Regions from separate parts of the Gossypium hirsutum genome. Here region 1 is linked to region 2. The links are chromatin contacts, called in public Hi-C maps. All regions are on one chromosome and are shown on one strand. The core of a region is the stretch at or near the end of the contact, and the rest is flanking DNA. Distances in the headings are between cores, read along the strand shown.

Region 1 (6,272 bases), core at 261-2,760, 270 kb before region 2:
CATTTAAGAATGATTATGGTTTTCTCCAAAATGGAGAAATAGAATCATTTGGAAATGAATGTAGGTTTCCAAAAATGGAAATGGAAATGAAAATAGAAATTTGCAATCATATATCAGATTACTTAAATAATAGAAGAACGAGTTTATGTTTTTGGACTGTTTTGAAGCCTAAAAATGAAAATAAACCATTCGGTCATAATGAACAAGTTAAGTTGTGACATATTGAACGAAATTTCTCCAAATTTTATCTAGGGTAAAATTGTCAAAATTTTATTGGAGTAAAATTGGGATGAAAAAATTATTTAATATGTAAATATTAAAGTTTATTTTATGAAATAGAATAACTGAACTGGGTTAGATCACATTACAGAATACTGGGTCAAAAAGGCTCAAGAAGTGCTCGTAATTGGACCTGATGTGAAAGAGGCCCAAAACCCCTCATATAACATGAAGGAGGCAACAACCCCTTTAGAAATATAAGGGTGAGTCATTCACCCCTCTCCTACTCTTAGTAGAATGTTGTTTTTCTATTTAAAATAAACTTTATCATACAATATACTTTTCAAAATTATAAAAACTAAACCTTTATTCGTTAAACTAGCTTAAATATAGTATACCATAACATACAATCACTACTTTAATATCGACTACAACTTACCTATGCATCCCATGAAAATGCACACTAGTATTTTAGTATACTACTTATGTAAATTGAAAACAATAAAAATTAAAAACTAATTAAGAATTAAATTTATATATAATATATTAAAAATTTTAACTTATATGCTAATTGAGTTAAAACTCAATCAACAAATTATTATATATTAATTTTTATTATTTATGACATTTAATATTAAAATTTTAATCATATTATTTTTAACAAATTTAATTTTAAACAAAACTTAAATACAATAGATGAGACTCACGTCATTATTAAAGTCAACCTAATAGTGATATGAGAAGAATTAATTTAGAGCTAAAATTTACCTTAATTATTTCAATATTTTGCTTTATATATATATATTGTAGATATTAGATATATGTAGTATTTTTTCTTTACTCTCAAATTAAATAAAAAATCATTTTAGTTATATATATCTATATTATGTATAAAATGATTGATTGAGTTAGTACCACGAATTTAACTTGAAATTAACTCAATTGTAAAATTATTAGGGTAATTAAAATTATTATAAGAATAAATTTATCTTTTCACACTTCTTTATAGTTTTTAAATAAAATAATTAAAATATATTATTTGAGAATCGAATACAAAATTAATAAATTTATATAAAATTTATTGTCATTTCACCAATAATTATTTATTAAAATAATTTTATAATAATATAAAATATTTTCTTTCCTCCATGTCATGAACTTAGAAAACTTCTGAACAGTAAAGAGTTGGGTGGAAGAACTTATCATGTTTTAAGCCCAACATAAATAAAACAACTCCGCAAAAAATAATTATGTTTAAGCCCAACAAGAAAATCCCAAACCCCAAATACGAGACTTAAAATCCCCCGCAAATCTGGAGGAAGCACAGCGCAAAACAAGAGCATAGAGAGAGATGGGGAGAAAGAAGGGAGTGCTAGAGTTCGAAGAAACCGGGCCAGATGACTTCGACCCGGCCAACCCCTACCAAGACCCAGTTGCCATGCTGGAAATGAGGGAGCATATAGTTCGAGAGAAATGGATAGACATTGAGAAGGCGAAGATCTTACGAGACAAAGTCAGGTGGTGTTACCGCATCGAAGGAGTCAACCATCTCCAGAAGTGCCGCCACCTCGTTAGCCAGTACCTTGACGCCACCCGCGGCATTGGTTGGGGCAAGGATGGCCGCCATCCGTCCCTCCACGGTCCTAATCTTTTTTATTTTAAATATATGCTACTTTTATTTTCTTTATTTTATTTAAGCTCGATTGATTGTTAATTTTATTACTCGCTATTTTACTTCCTGAATAAATTTGAAAAAAAAAAGATGAATAATTTTCGCCTATTTAGCTCGTTTTCAATTGATTTTTTTTTTCGTTTACTACTTCCTTTTAATTTTAACAAGGTTTTAGGAAGTCAAAAGCAACGCTAGGGGTAAAAGTAACGAAACGATTGAATGTTAAACCATTATTTTATTTGTTTTGGAATGAGTCAACATTGTTGTTTGGGGGAGGGAATGTCTGAACTGTATTGATCATTGTGTTTAATGATTTCGGATATAGGTCCGAAGGTTGAGGAGGTTGAGTCAGAATGAGTGGCTGCATTCAGCTAAGGAAGGTAATCTGAGGCCCTAATTCGTTCTTTATATTATCTATTGAACCTTCTTTTTACCATTGTCTTGATCAAATTATTTCTTACTATATTGTTGTTTGTGAAACTGTTTGGCTGAATTATGGGATTTGTGTAAAGAAAAAGCCTAAACCTACTTAGCTGAATCGTGCGACAAGTATATGCAAAGGAATGATTTATGTGGTGGCAAAAGCCCTTAGGAAATAACCAAATTTAGATGTTTTCTTGTTTCTTAATCATCTTTGTGAGCGATGACTGTTCTGAATTCGGATCTACTTTGAGAAAAAGAGAACTGCAAACTGGCTTATTGAGACTCTTGTAATATTGACTATTAAGGGGCTATTCAGTGTGAGGCTACTACAACTACAGAGATGTTCATTCACTTAAACATGATAGCGTAGTTTTATTAATAAGTCATTTTGCTTTTGGTGGGATTGGGGATTTAAGGACTCCTGCAATGAGCTTATGTAATCAGTTAGGTGCAAACTGTAAGAATCTTTAATCATCTGGTAGTAGGACCAATGCATTATTAAGTATTAGGCCATTGAACCAAATAAGCTCATAAGTCAGAAACCTTAAGTCTCTTCTTATTACTTTTCAAGGTTAGTGAGCTCCAAATATTTAATGTAATCTTTGGGGGAACATCACATGGGTGTGATAACTGTGCATGCAATTGGAATGGCTTCAATATACGTGATGTGTGCACTAGGTGCAGTAAATACATCTAGCAGGTTTGAGCAAATTATTCGGGAATCATTTTCAAGAAAGTTCAAGCTGCGATACTGTTCAGTGTGGTTTTTTGTCAATGAGGATTGAATTTGATTACTAGGACATTGGTTGCTATAAGCTTTGAGAACGGAAATGCAGGTTGCAAATTGATGGAAAGGAGATTCATACATTTGAGAGTTATCTTATCTTCATGGACAGACTTTAGAGGATGTAATTCATGTAATGGAGTAGTTTGGATAAATTGAACTACAGCAATTGAGAATGTAATTTGATACTTGGTGCATGCATGGTCTTTTATATGGATCACATAATTAGAGACTTAGAATAGCACACAAAATATATAGGTGGGTGCATTGAAACACCATATTTTTGTGTTCATAATTTGGTTGTATATGTGCCTAAACTTTGCATAACGTTGCTCTTTGGACAAGTTTGTTTTGCGGAAAATAGTTTTCATAAGATCATTTATGCATTTTTTGGTGTTTCTTTTGAGGAAGGGTTGAGAAAAAATGAATTTCGAGTCAATGAACAGCATAAGACATCGTCTAGAAGTGAGATGTGATTTCCATTCTATTTCAGCAAGGGCATTCAAATTCCATCCATAAGGCATTTGAATGCCAACCCATTTTCTAGAAATTATTTTAAAGATTATCAAGAAAATAGAAAGTAAGTTTTCATAATCTTGGAAGACTATAATTTTAGGATCATCAAGAAAACAATATAGTTTTAGTACTCCTGCACCATTCTCCCCGGTTTGGAAGTCTACCCTAGCAAGAAAATTTTACCACTTCCAACATAAGTTTCCAGATAATCTCTCTTAAGCTCTTCTTCAACTATTTCAACAAGGGCATTCAAATTCCATCCATAAGGCATTCAAATTAGTTTTAGTATTTTTAGGATCATCAAGAAAACAATATAATTTTAGTACTCTTGCACCATTCTTCTCGGCTTGGAAGACTCATCCCCTCCGTTACCCAGACTCAATAGTTGGGGGTGTTATACCAATGTCGACACGATTTGACATGGATTTTAACATCGAATACGAAATCAGATCCGACAAAAATCGACGGACGTGGTAGCAGGCAAACTGAGAAGAAAAACTAGGAGGAAAAGGAAACAAAAGGAGGAGGATACACGGCAGCGGCGGAGATGATCGTCGGCACGTTTTGATCAGGTAGGTGTTGGTAGAGGAAAAGAAAAAAAAATGATAGGGGAGACAGCCTAACGATGGCCAACACTCAACAGTAACAGGGAAAAAGAGAATGTGTTTAGTTGTTAGGGTTTTTCTTTACAAGGCTTTTTTTATTTTTTATTTTATGTTGGTTGGACCAAAAGTTATTAATAGGCCAAAATAATGTAAATGTGAAGCCTTAAAAAATTTTAATTATTATTATAAACTGGTTATTACATATTAGGTTATAAAATATTAATATAAAGTTGAGGTTAATTTATATAAATATGCTGAAAAAAATTATTTTAAAAACTAGTATGAATTTCTTTAAACTTAGCGATTTACGATGTTTTTTTGAGAGAAAAAGGAAAACGTGCCACATAAGATGTGTTTTCAGGAGAGAACAAAAGCGCGTCCTATAAGACGTTTTCATTGCCTCATCAGTGAAAGCATGTCTTATAGGATGCGCTTTCCTTTCAATGGTTAATTTTTCCAATGACTAGTAGGTCACTTAGCTTCACGGCACCACTGTAAATCAGGTTATTTGTTTTTTATATATGTTATAGATATATTTGATGATGCTAAGGTAGGTATGACAACGAGTCTTCTAATAAGAAGAACATGTTTCATAAAACTCAAACATTGGTGCGAGGAAGGAAAATGGAAGGGGTTTTCTAGTATAATCAAGTTATGTGTTGTCTATCTCCATCTAATGAGGTGGTCCTGTTAGTTTAACTTGTTACACCCAAATGCTGTCACAAGTTATAATAACGGGGCCACCGCCTTCGGTGGTGGTGGATATGATGCATTACTTGATTGTACTAAAACGTCACTATGTTTTTCTTCTTTATATTTATGTTTTGAGTTTTATAAAGCATTTACTTTTGATAAAAAAACTCATTGTCATGCCCACATAACCACTGTCAACTACAGCTCCATTTATGTTCCATCCCTTAATAGTTTAACATTTGTAAATTTCAAGCCTTAGTTACACGTCAACCCCAAATCATATAATTATTGTCAACGGGGACCTTGAGTTGCTACGCGATTCGGCTTCCCGGGTGATGGTTCCATACTCACATGGTAAATGAATTTTGTAAGTCACCCAGCTCCACGACACCACCATAAATTCAAACATTCTTTAAAATTATAACTATGTCTATCTAAAACATGGACAAAAATAAATTTACAAACTTTTAATTTCCAATCACAAGAAAGAGAAAAGAAAAAAGAAAAAAATAATTTTTGTCAAAGTGAAAATGTGTCTTACAGAGCACGTTGTCACTAACACATTAGTGAAAACATGCTTTGTAAGATGTGTTTTTCTCTCTCTCCAAAAAAAAGCGTAAATTGGTAAATTTTCAAAAAATTAGCTTGGTTTTTCAATTAATTTTTTTTCAGTATATTCACATAAATCAGCCATAAAGTTGATACTTGTCGTAAAAAAAAGAATTTAAAATATTAATATACTTTGCATAAAATTAGAGAGTAATAAATTTTACAATATAAACTTTCCAAATTTATTGAAGTGAATATGATTGTATTATTTTTCTCAAATTTATTATGCATTTGTCTTTTTACCTTATGATTCATAACATAAAAAAAAAAAACCAAGTGAAATCATTGATAAAAAAAATATAAAGATGTTAGCAACCAACGAACTAACACTGCTGTGGAAGCAGGTGGAGCTGATAGAAGGAGCCAAATTTGGTGGTAATAAAAAGTTTTGTTGCCAGTATTGCGGTGCTGTGAGAGCAGGATCATACACAAAAGTGAAAGCTCACTTATTGAAGATTGCTAATCAAGGCATTGAATAGTGTAAATTTGTTATTGATGAAATACTTCAAGAGCATAGAAGAGAGCCTGCAGCTGTTGAACGGAAGAAAGCAAACATAGTTATACAATCAAAACAGAAAACATATTACATGTCACTTCCCCAAGGTCTGATCTAGTTCAGCCTAAAAAAAGGAGCTTTGGAGTTGTCTTTCACCGCAACAGACAAAGATAGAGTAGATAAGGAGTGTGCCCGAGCATTTTACACTATTGCCATACCTTTTAATTTCGTAAGAAATCCTTGGCTTTGAAGTTG
Region 2 (6,472 bases), core at 2,573-5,072:
CCTATTCAAGCCTGCCATTTGTTGCTAGGAGAACCGTGGCAACTGGATCGAAAAGTCACTCACGATGGTCGTACCAATAGGTATTCTTTCAAGCATCAAGGAAAGAAACTCACCTTAGTGCCGCTCACTCTGGAACAAGTCCATGAGGACCAAATCAAACTGAAAAATTCTGTTAAAACAAGTGAGGAAAAAGAAAAGAGAATGAAAAAGAGCAAAAAGAGATTGAGAGTGAAAAAGAAATTGAAGAAAGAAGAGAAAATGAATTAGAAAAAGAAACAAAAGAAAAAGACGTGGAAAGGGTAGTGAGGAATGTTTCCACTAACCAAGATATGAATTTTTCTTGTGTTGCTACTTTTCAGGTTCCCGAAAGATCGAAAGATAACTTTCAACTTCAATACCTCTCAAATGAAAGACGCTTTCATACGATCAACTTAAGCAAAGATGAAATCACACTACATGATCCCGAAGGTAAGCGAGGTAAGGAAATTTTAGAAATCGAGTCCAGTGCAGATTTGAAAATTATTGATAAAACTTTTGGTGACTTAGTTCTTAAAAGATCCCCTCATTTTGATCCGATTAATTGTTACTCTTCGATTGTGGTTGGTAAAGTCATTACGAAAAGAAGCGTGATTTGTTATTCTCTTGATTTACCTTGTGTAAAATCCTTGAATTTGTCCAAATCTGTTTTGGAGAATAAGGTAACGAAATTTTCCAAATTTGTTTTCAATTTATATTCGTGCCTTAAACAGTTTATGTGGTTGTACATGAAGTTTGAGTTCCATTTGACAAACGTTAACTCAACAATGAAGATTCGACTACACTATGCCCCCGATGAGCGAAGGTTTGTTTTAAATGAAAAAGGTAAAATCGACCCTTATTCTTCTGCTTATCGAGGTAAGATGCTTGAAACCTTTGAAACACTTTTGTACTCCTCGGATAGTGATAAAGATCGTGTTGATGAACACTTAGATCGAAACGTGCTTGACTGTCCTATTTTATTTGTTGATGATCTATCTGTTTTGATAGTTGATAAAAAGATTCTTGTTTTTGATAATGCATGTGTGAGTGAATCTATAGATCGTCGATTAATGCATGGTATGATTATGCAACTCTGTGAACCATGTGAATCTTTTCAAATACCTACTTGTGACGATTATGTTTACCATTTGATTTATTACTCGCAATTTATTCATGGTTTGTGGGAACAATGTGAGACGACTGAATGCCTTAAAACATGTCCATCTTTGTTTCAAATATTTGACGAGGCAGTGGTGAGTAAATTAGATTGTTTGCATGGTAATCTGAATCTGTCCATTCACATGCGTTATACCTGTTCTATTATGCTTATGATTGGACTACAAGCTTATTTCCGTTGCTATTTACTATCTCATGGCTATTCTTCTCAGTGGACTCAATTGCCATTAGTCCCGTTCGATAGAGGAAAGTCGAGTTCATTTGATTTTTTAGATTCGAGGACGAATCTTTTTGAGGAAGGGGGGAATGATACGAGTCACAAAAGCCTAAATTCTTGAGGGCAAGGCCCAATAAGAAGATTCCAAGCCCAATCAAGAAATCCACCCATACTTAGTTGAAAATCAGGCCAAATTGTCAAAGTGGCCCAAGTTGTAAAGTTTTATTTTTATTTATTTATTTATTTATTTTACTTAGTTTAAATTTTTATATTCAGTCCAAGAGTCCCAAATAAAAGACCCTTGGCCGAATTTCCATATTAAAATAATTAGGATTTTTTTTTTAGTTTTAGTTTTAGTGTTCTAATTAAATTAGGAAAACATTTGAAAGGCCTATTTATATGGCTTGACCAGCCACCCTACATTACATTACAATTACATTGAAAATTTCAGATTTGATTTGAGTGAAAATTCTCTTTGAGTTCTTCAAGGATTTTCTCTTGAGTTTTCTTTAGAAGTTGTTTTAACAATCTTTTTGATTGTGGGAGCCATCTTCAACCTTCTTCTTGCCATTGATATTCTTTGGAGGGGAGATTAGAGCCGTTTGAAGGGAGTTGTGAGATCTTTCGGGATTTCAAGGCTTCTTAGGACTTATCTTTTAATTTCTTACTGTCAATTCTTTCTTTATTTCTGCTTGTGCCGAATCTTTATCTAATTTATTTTCTGTTCTTATTGTGTTTTCAGCCTTTTTCTATCTTAAGGAATTAGCCCAAAAATCCCCAATTTCTAGGGTTCTTGCCGATTCATCCATACTCTTTTGTGGGAGAAATTAGATTGCCGAAATTTGGGGAAAACTATCTGGGTGTTCAATTGGGCAGAATCGCAATCTCTTCTAGGGTTTCAAGATTCCTTATTAACACTTATTTCTATTCTCTATTTGATTCTTTACTGTTTTGGGGATTTTATTTCAGATCTGAAAATTCAAAAATCTAATCTTTTAATTTTCTGTTTCGTTTCAGATCTAATTGTTTAGGGTTTTCGTAGGAGTTTCTCGTGACTTGGCAACTCGATCTTGGTCCGCGCGCAACCCTGTATCACAAATCCTCCTATTTTGCACTACTATTTATTTGGCCACTACAAATTAGCCTATAGCATTTTCAAACATTTTCACATAGGTCCTATTTCATAATTTCACTCCCTTTTTCTTATGGAACAAAAATTGACTAAAATTACTGGGTTCTATCTTAAGCTTGGGCCTTCTAGAGGCCCACTAACATAATTAAACCTATGCCAACATTCACAGAATTCACGAAAATTTGGGCGTTACAATATCAAAAAATAATTTTTTTGGAAGTAGAGTGACTAAAATGAAAGTGTAAACTTGATGTGGTGTATCCAATCAAGTACCATGAAAAGTGCCTTAAAAATTGAATGATGTAATTTCAGGAATTACTTTTTGGATAACCCAACAAAAAATGAGTGACTAAATAAATAATTTACCTTTAATTTATTTTGATTTTTCAAAAATTAAGCTTAGGCTTATCACTAATACACTATTATTAGTGGTGCCCAAAAATCAAAATTTTTCATGAAAACTATTTAGAAACCATATGTATTTTCATTGTTTTTAAGTATCATGGTAAACTCCAATTAGTAAAAATTCAAAACTAAGTCACTATCTTTTTTATTATATAATGCTATGGTTTGTAATTTTTCCTATAAATAACTCCATTTAAACAAAACTTGTATGTTAGTCGACTACTAAATTACGAACTTGGCTAGAAATTGAAGAAATTACAACATTTGTCCAAGTAACAATTAAAGAATAAAGTGGCGTGGCTTCCTTTTGAAACTTGAATGCGGACATTCATACATGCTTCTCAAATTGAATTAAACCAGCAAATAATCCAAAGGACGAAAACACATAATAATACGCATGACGTGTGTTAGTTTCAACTTTGAATTTGTGAAACTAAAGTACATCTGTTAAAATTTTATATTTTTAAAGTAAAAATTTGGACAAATTTTGTATTTTTAGTTGACTAGACTTGAATAGCTTTTTTTTTAAGAATATTTGAAAAAAATTAGATTTCTTTTACATTTCTATTATCTTAACAAAATTTTAGAATTTCTTTGTTAGAAATTTGAAAAAAATTTATATTATCATTTTTACTTTTAACATTTTTTTATAATTTTTGGAATGATACTTTTTTAAATTTTATAAAATTCGAATTATTTATTGACATATAAAATAAAGTGGTGCTACCTCTGGTGCTACATCAACAATAAAATATTAAAAGTCAAAATAAAATAATAAAGATAAAATATAAAAATTTGGGCGACACAAAACAAACCTTTAACCGTGTAAATGTTTCTTATTTTACTTCATCATCTAATCTTCAAAGTTGAGTTTGCTTATATCGGACCAAAATGCAAGTGGTATATTATTACCACTTTCCGTACCTTCTAAATTACCTTAGGACTGGAATAGTAGTAATTGATTGCGGGAGAGAGAAATAGTAGTCAAAGAGAGCCCCATTGTTTTGAAAAGAAGAAGAAAAAAAGGAACCCTCAATCACAAAAGCGAAAATTTAACCAATCTTCTAATCTTTTACTGATCGATACCTTTGTCCGTCTCTCTTCCTGCTTCGCTTAAGATCCGATCGAACTTGAACAGCTCCGCACTGGACACGAACCCTCTAAAGGTACTCTACTTTTTCCTTTTTAACTGTATGAAAATTGGCTTCTCCCAATTATAGATCTCTTCGCCGGTCATTTTTTGCTTCAGTCTATTTAAGTTTCAAATTTTTTCCAATTTTTTTTATAGAAAGGAACATGTTTTTTCTAGCATTTATCAGGGTTTCATCTTCACCCCTTGTTTGGTGAAAAATGAAGGAAAAGGTATAAATGGTTAACTTAGGGTAAATACTTCTTCGAGTTTCTTTACGGTGATTTCTAATTGTTCAGAAATTCGAATTCTGAGATAGAATTAGATAGTTATATTGGTATACTTTACAGGTGTAAGATCTTGTGAGTTAACATGGCAATGATTGATGAGCCGTTGTATCCCATTGCTGTGTTGATTGATGAGCTCAAGAATGAAGATATCCAGCTTCGTTTGAACTCTATCCGCAGACTCTCTACGATTGCACGTGCACTTGGTGAAGAAAGGACACGGAAAGAGTTGATTCCATTTCTGAGTGAGAACAATGATGATGATGATGAAGTTCTCCTTGCCATGGCGGAAGAACTTGGAGTTTTTATTCCTTATGTTGGAGGTGTGCAATATGCTAATGTATTGTTACCTCCATTGGAGACTCTATGCACTGTTGAGGAAACTTGTGTCAGGGAGAAGGCTGTGGAATCATTGTGTAGAATTGGTGCCCAGATGATGGAGCAGGACTTGGTTGAGTCCTTTATTCCATTAGTGAAGGTTGGCTTCTGCTATTTGCTTTCATATTCCTCATACAATGTGTGTGTGTGTATATATATGTATATATATCTCCAATAGTCTTGCATATTTATTGGATTTAGGAAGTTGATTACCTTGAAATGCAGATGCATGTTGGGAAAGATGAAATAACATTTTGCAACAAGATTTTACAGGAATTTGATATAGAGTTCAATCGTGGCTTTAGGTTTTTGACCCAAAAATTGTTAGTGGAAGAATAAAAAAACTCTAAATCAGACAGTTGACAAAAATGTACTTGCATTATCTGTTTTGTGATTCTAACTTAGCATGTACTGGTTGCCATAGCAACTTGCATGCTCTACTGCACTGCCATGTTATGAATCGGATTTACCTATAATATGATAATGTTCTGCCTCTGCTCTGACTAGGACTTCACTGCCTCCGCTCTGACTAGGGCTTCACATTATCTTGGATATATAATCAAATTCACTTTTAATTTTTGATCCTAATTAGTTCTTGATTTAGTTTTACTTCAGTACAATAGAATAACTGCGTCTTTTTGTTGAATGTTATTGTCTCAAACATCAGAGATTGGCTGCTGGTGAGTGGTTTACGGCTCGAGTTTCCTCGTGTGGCTTGTTTCATATTGCATACCCAAGTGCCCCGGAGGCATTAAAAACTGAACTGAGAGCGATATACAGTCAGCTTTGTCAAGATGATATGCCCATGGTTAGGAGATCTGCTGCAACAAATCTTGGAAATTTTGCTGCTACTGTAGAAGCACCTCATTTGAAGGTGGACATCATGTCAATGTTTGATGATCTGACACAGGATGGTATGTACATAAGCTAAATATCTTTTGATTTGAAAGTAGCTTTAAGTATATACTTCAAAAATGCAGAACAGTTAATTTGTGGTAAACCTGGTCAAAATCCTAAGGAAAGAGTTTGTAGCCTTATGGAGCTTTTCTTCCTTTTAGAAGGGGCTTAGGTGCAAATATGTAGGAATGAAGAGGCATTGGGACATGTATAGCAGGCTGCTCCTTTGTAGCTCCAAGGAAACTTGCCTTTATGTTAGCACTAAAGAAGAAAAGAAAAAATTAAAAGAATGTGTTTTCCCGTTTTGCAACTTCATCTATCTGATAAATTCAAGGTGTGTTGCTTAGGAGCAAGAGTATCGTTTTGAACAGTCTCATTAGCAAAGAGCCAAAGGCACTTATAACTTTTTTTCCTCCTATCTTTTCAAACAATTATGTTTTAAAATCTGTGAAATTTCTAGTGTCTCGTGTAAAGCTAACTAAGGTCCATGATGTACTTTTTCGGGTTTTGACCTTATTTTGTAAATGGAAAGAAAAACACACCTGTCTATTATCATTTGTCTCTACTAATGCATTTTATCATCCATGTTAAATTTCCAGTATTGTTGTCAGGTTCAATTTTTATAGATGGTTTAATGCTAATTTTTTTACTAAAATTTCATTCCTGCAGACCAAGATTCTGTTCGATTATTGGCTGTTGAGGGTTGTGCAGCTCTTGGAAAGTTGTTGGAACCCCAAGACTGTGCAGCACATATTCTCCCTGTCATAGTTAATTTCTCACAGGTAGACCATTTGATAAATATTATGTTACAAACATGTTACGGTCTCTAATAT

Evidence for each region. Hi-C and Micro-C count contacts between places; a contact is called where the count stands out from the background.
Region 1: a Hi-C map of leaf shows a contact between it and region 2, with 4 times the contacts expected there. The contact joins the promoter of LOC107915573 here to the promoter of LOC107907770 in region 2. A contact is called at or near these places in 2 of 34 Hi-C or Micro-C datasets (both in leaf).

The regions. Positions count from the first base shown.
Region 1 is chrA08:57,277,231-57,283,502 of Gossypium_hirsutum_v2.1, reverse strand. LOC107915573 (NADH dehydrogenase [ubiquinone] 1 beta subcomplex subunit 10-B) reads left to right here and starts at 1,510. Exons shown (of 3, transcript XM_016844744.2): 1 at 1,510-1,859; 2 at 2,217-2,271. The coding sequence starts at 1,571. The coding sequence ends at 2,248.
Region 2 is chrA08:57,012,998-57,019,469 of Gossypium_hirsutum_v2.1, reverse strand. LOC107907770 (serine/threonine-protein phosphatase 2A 65 kDa regulatory subunit A beta isoform) reads left to right here and starts at 3,822. Exons shown (of 13, transcript XM_016835120.2): 1 at 3,822-4,114; 2 at 4,428-4,842; 3 at 5,410-5,656; 4 at 6,309-6,421. The coding sequence starts at 4,450.